Regions from separate parts of the Mus musculus genome. Here region 1 is linked to region 2. Evidence: chromatin contacts called from public HiChIP or PLAC-seq data. All regions are on one chromosome and are shown on one strand. Each heading gives the region's core, a stretch centred on a gene start, on an enhancer-like site or on the middle of the called end of the contact. The rest is flanking DNA. Distances are from core to core; before and after follow the strand shown.

Region 1 (2,700 bases), core at 177-2,676, 250 kb before region 2:
TGCACAGGGCAGGCAGGGCAGCATGTTCCTGTAATCTCAATGCTGGGGAAGCTGAGACAGAGGGGTCTCTGGGGCTCACTGAGCAGCCAAACTGGTGGAAATGATGTTCAGTGAGAGACCTTGTCTCAAGCAAACAATGTGGGGAACAAATGAGGAAGTCACCCCGTGTTGACCTCTGGCCTACACACACACACACACACACACACACACACACACACTCACACACACACACACGAACATGTTAACTCACACCACTAAGTATCATTTGACGTTGTGATCTCCCTTAGGGAGTCGCTAAGGCCAAAGCTCCTGGGAGCTCCAGTTCAGGTGGGCATTGCACATGGGACCTGCTTGTAAGCAGTTGAATTGTACTTAGAGCTTAGATTTAAAACGAGACCAGGCTGAGGGGCCAATTGCTTTTCAGCTCTGCTTCCACAGTGCAGTGGGAGTCAGTGTTACATCAGACTGGATGTTTGAAGCCCAGATATGTCCTGGGTGACGGTGTTTGCTTTAAGAAACGTATTTCCTGGAATTTCATCAGTGATGATCTATGGCAGTTGGTTAGGTGCTGGAAGGCCCCTTTGGCTCTAGTCTTGCTGGTATTCAAGTATTTCATGAGAGCTTGGCTCTCAGCTCTGGGCCCAGACCTTGCCAGGCACTTGGGGATTACAGTGGTGACTCAAGCCTATTGCACAGGGACCATTTCAGGGTGGACTCTAGAACCCATATGCCAAGCATAGGTGTACACCATGTTCTCATGAGTTGGCTTCCTTCCGTAGGAACAGTGCACACTTCCTTCCAAAGATTTACAAATGGATATAACTTATAGCACCCCCAGGTCCAATACAGCTATTTCTTTTAAGAAACTGAATAGGAATATTAATTGCGACTTTATTTGTATTGCCCTCTATTAAAATCAGCCTAAAGGTCTTATTGCAACTGAGTAGAAGCACAAATTGAGGCCTAGCCATGTAAAGCCATGCATAAATAAAAACAATAAGGTACTTGAGCATATAGAGTGATTGGATCTCTCAATAACAACGAAGGGAGACAAATGTAGAAGAAAATGGATCTGAGCTAGAATGAAGGCTCAGTGGTTAGGAGCACCAGCTGATCTTCCAGGGGACCTGGATTCAGTTCCCAGCACTCACATGGTGGCTCACAAGCATCGGTAACTAGTTCCAGGGGATCAGATGCTCTCTCTGGCCTCAGCAGCCACCTACACTTAGGTGGTGCCGGACCACACATATACACGTAAACTAAACACATAAATATAAAGAAGAAAGCAAACATTATGATTTCATCCACTTAAAATACCACAAACGGCAAGCGAGTTGACAGAAGGACAATGAGTCACTGACTGTGGCATGAGAAGACAGGGAGTGACAATCAGTAGGCCATGTGACTCTGGCGGTGGCAAGTATATGTGCTACTGTGATCACAAGGTCTTGAGTTTAAACCTACTCAGAAATGGCAGTCCTCAACCCCGTGGGTCTCCACCTCTCTGGGGTTTGAATGGGTCTTTCACAGGGGTCATGTGTTGTTTATCTTGTGTATCAGATGTTTATATCACAATTTATGAGAATGGCAAGATTACAGTCATGAAGTAGTCACAAAAATAACTTTATGGTTGGGGTCACCAGAACATGAGGAACTATATTAAAGGGTCACAGCATCAGGAAGGTTGAGAACCACTGTAAAAAGTCACATTTTATCCTTCAAACATGGACGGTTTCTATCACTTCCATTTTAAAAGTGATCCCACCCACCAAGACCAAACACAAACAAGAAACTCCTGGGCCATCCGTTTCCCTTGAGAAACTGTATTTAGCAATACACACGTCAGTTCAAGCCCAGTCCGCCCCAGCCTTTGGCAAGGGCCGCACTACTTGACTGGAAGTGAAGCCCCACGGCGTTGACAACTGGGCAGGGGAGATGGCTGAGTGAGTGAGGCCTTTGCCACCCAACCATGAAGACCAGTTCACATCCCCAGAAACACATAAAGCCTGCCATGCTAGCACACACGTGTAATACCAGTACTTTTATGATGAAGGAGACATGGAGACAGGAGACTCCCCAAGAGCATGTGGGCCGCTCACCTGTCACACTCAGCAGTGAACTGTAAAGAAGCCCTGTGTTAAATGAGGAAGAAAGTGAAGACTTAACACTTTGGAATGTCCTTTCACTTCTATAAGTGGGGTGTGGCATATGTATACCCATATACAGACACACACACATACACACACGCACGAACGCACAGGAAACGTCAAAGTTGTTTCTTTGTGAGTCACCAAAGACATTGTTCTAGACTGGAATTTTTCTGCTGCCAGCCTTTTCCTTTCCTCTGCAGCCACAGACTCAAATCAAGCAGCTCAGAGGCCACTTGAATGCAGAAAAGCCTTTAGATTTTCTGAGGCTGACTGTATCCTTGAGAGAGATTTGAGCGCACAGACCCTGAGTGCATCCGGACCGTCACCCTCCAGGCCCTTGGTGACAGAACCACAGTGTCTGTGCAGGTGCTTTTCTCTGCAGCGCCTCGCTTCCGACCCCCCTCCAGCTAGCTGTTGTCCATGTGCTGTGACATTATGTCAGGTGGCTGGGGACTTCCTGCCAGGAAAGGGATGAAGAACCCAGAGGCGTGTCACTGAGCATGTTGGGGTGACCTCTCGACGCTTACAGACTGGTGGGTGTGAGTGGCTT
Region 2 (2,700 bases), core at 81-2,580:
CTCCCCTGAGTGGTGGGTAAGGAAGAATATACAGAACAGAGGGAGGAAGAGGAGGTGAAAGGAGGAAGGGAAGGATAGAGAAAGGGAGGAAGGGAGTGGGAGCAAGGGAAGGGACACCCCAGAGAGGTGGGACCAAGATGATCTGGTGGCACCTAAGTCGTGAACTGCTTGCCTGGACCCACCTAGTGGGAGAGGTGGACAGATGGGCAAGGTCACTGAGAAAGACAGAGATACAGAGCAGGGGTCACTTGTCCTAGAAAGTTCCAGAATGGAGGTGATTGGGGGTGGGGGTGATGTCTTAACTGCCAGCGCTGCGGAGGTTCTTCCATGGCAGTGGGCCCTGCCTCATTCAGTTATTGGACTTATTGGACTAGAATGGGTCCCAAGTCCTCTATGACTGGGAATGCTTATGAGATAAGCGGGGTGGGGAGGATTGAGGAGGTTAGAGAGACACAATGGGGGTTTGTAGCGATACAGGCACACTGGGGGGAAGACACCCCTGTGACAGTGTGACAGAGTTTGAGCTGATACAGATACAAATAAAAGCCTTCCCGGAATGTTCAGGTGCCACCCGGAGCTGGAACAGGCAGGAAGGATCCTCCCTAGAGCTACCGAAGAGCCTGGCCCCGCTGACACCTTGACTATGGACTTTTGGCCACAGGAACCCTGAGAAGTCTCTGCTCCAATAGCCCCAAGGAACTCACGGGGAGAGTCTGCCCAGGCAGCAGCTCAGGCCTCCCTGACCTGGTCCTTGCTTAGCTTTCTAAACCACTTCCTACTACAGAGCCTGGAATTCACGTCGTAATCCATGTCCCATCCACGGCCACGCATCAGCTCCCCTTGACCTTTGGCAGTTTTGCTAGGAGGAGGAGGAGGAGGAGGAGGAGGAGAAGGAGGAGGAGGAGGAGGAGGAGGTGGAGGAGGAGGAGGAGGAAGAGGAGGAGGAGGAGGAGAAGGAGGAGGAGGAGGAGGAGGAAGAGGAGGTGGAGGAGGAAGAAGAGGAGGAGGAAGAGGAGGAGGAGGAAGAGGAGGAGGAGGAGGAGGAGAAGGAGGAGGAAGAGGAGGAGGAGGTTAAAATTTGGGAGGCCAGTCCTTCTCCTCCAGATCTCCCTCAGTTCAGTTTGAACCAGACGGCAGCAAAGCAGCCGGTGTTCTACCTCCTTCAGCAACCTTCAGAGTGGGGCCCATGGGAGAGTCAGGGCTGTCCCGTGTTGGAGCTATTAAATTGTCATAAGAAAGAGGCCTTTGTCGCAGGGACACAGCCCTCAGCCCAGTCACAGAGACAGATTGTGCCAGAAAACAAATAACAGAAGAAAGAAAAAAAAAAAAGTTCAACCACAGCATTCTTTGCAACTTCAGTCACTTGCCTCCTGTCTGTCCTTAAAGGACGAAGTTCCTTTCATCATCCTGATTCCTACCGAGAGGTTATTGGCTTTTAATTCCACCCAGAACCCAGAGCCCTGTGGAGACCCTTGCCCAGACCATCTGCACGGCCTGCTGCCTGCTTTGGCAGCCATGACCACGGGCCTGCGGGAGGGGAGACAGAGGTCCCTCAGGCCTGGACAGGCGCTCAGAAGAACCAAGGCTGCAGCTGGAGTTTTCAGTCAATAGGGGTCAGCAGGACTAAGTTCTGAACACCTCAACCCACAAACCTGTGTTCAAATCCCAACTAGTATCTGCAGCCCAGGTCTGGGGGGCAAAGGGCACTCTGGACCCACGTGACCAGGGAGCCCCTGACTCCACCCCCATCCAGCCCCAAATCTTCTCAGAATATTTCCCACAAAACCCTTAGCCCTGGTAGCCAGCCCGGGCCACACAGCTGTGCTTGGGACTTCCCAGTGGAGACTTTGCAGGCAGTTCTGGCAGCCGGGCTGCCTTAGCTGGATCTTGTTGTCCTCAAGGAGACTAAGAAGGCCTGGCCTCTGGGGAGTGAGGCCCACATCCTGCCTGTGAAGATGGGCGCACTCCTAAGAAGGCTTTGGGTTGTGGTGCTAGGCCGGCGCTCTGCCTAGCTCCGATGTCTCCTCAACCTCTTTGTGATAGGACTTCACTGTGCAGCCCTGCCTGGCTCCAAACCCGAGACACTCTTGTCTCTATCGCTCAAGAGTGCTGAAGTCACAGGCTTGTGCCAGCACACCGGCAAGGGTGATTTTAAGAAACAATACAACACCGTAACCCAACAAGATGTGGCCGTGAATATGGCTCAGTCGGTAGAGCCCTAATGCAGCCTGCTCCAAGCCTTGGGTTCGATTCCCAGCATGTCACCAACTGGTCATGGTGGCACATGCAAGGTCTTCCTGAACCTCAGATAAGCCTGAGGCCATGCTGGAATAAATGAGACCCCCGCCTGCCTACAGATAAATGAGGCTGTAAAGAAGGTATATCCATATTGGAAGAGACTACAGTGTGAATGTGGGGGAGGGGGAGGGGCTACCCTGTCCTTCTCCAAGTCCCCAAATCCAGGCTCTAGCCCTGACGTGGTGCATAGCACGTCAGGGTCGGGGGGAGGGGGGCGGCCTCAGCTGTTCCCATGAGCTCCTGGTATACCACATAGGGTGAGAGCCAGGTTTCCAGAAGGAAGGCAGGCAAAGAGGGGCTCACGGAGCCCAGCCTCTGCGCCCTCTGCCCTTCTGCAGGGGCGAGTTCTCCCAGATCTTCTGTATCTGAGCACACGGCCTCTGCAAAGCTCGGGAAGTCAGC

What was found. HiChIP or PLAC-seq counts read pairs in DNA pulled down with a chosen protein or histone mark.
Region 1: a FOXA1 HiChIP or PLAC-seq map of pancreatic cancer cells shows a contact between it and region 2. The contact joins two enhancer-like sites. A contact is called at or near these places in 6 of 484 Hi-C or Micro-C datasets (the N1E-115 cell line, cerebellar granule neurons, cerebellum and 3 more), 4 of 115 datasets of contacts at active chromatin or transcription factors (the NIH/3T3 cell line, embryonic basal ganglia, kidney and 1 more) and 2 of 9 other capture datasets (embryonic stem cells and embryonic tail).

The regions. Positions count from the first base shown.
Region 1 is chr11:113,536,562-113,539,261 of GRCm38.p6, reverse strand. The region is part of intron 3 of Slc39a11 (solute carrier family 39 (metal ion transporter), member 11); the gene reads left to right. Among named protein-coding and RNA genes, the nearest start is that of Slc39a11, 28 kb to the left of the region's middle. Within about 2 kb of position 1,426, at least 79 of the 459 cell types and tissues checked have an H3K27ac peak or open chromatin away from gene starts, as enhancers often do. A contact at or near this core is called in the NIH/3T3 cell line and pancreatic cancer cells, where this site is marked.
Region 2 is chr11:113,291,116-113,293,815 of GRCm38.p6, reverse strand. All of the region lies in intron 7 of Slc39a11 (solute carrier family 39 (metal ion transporter), member 11), which reads left to right. Among named protein-coding and RNA genes, the nearest start is that of Gm51927, 16 kb to the left of the region's middle. Within about 2 kb of position 1,330, at least 102 of the 459 cell types and tissues checked have an H3K27ac peak or open chromatin away from gene starts, as enhancers often do. A contact at or near this core is called in the NIH/3T3 cell line and pancreatic cancer cells, where this site is marked.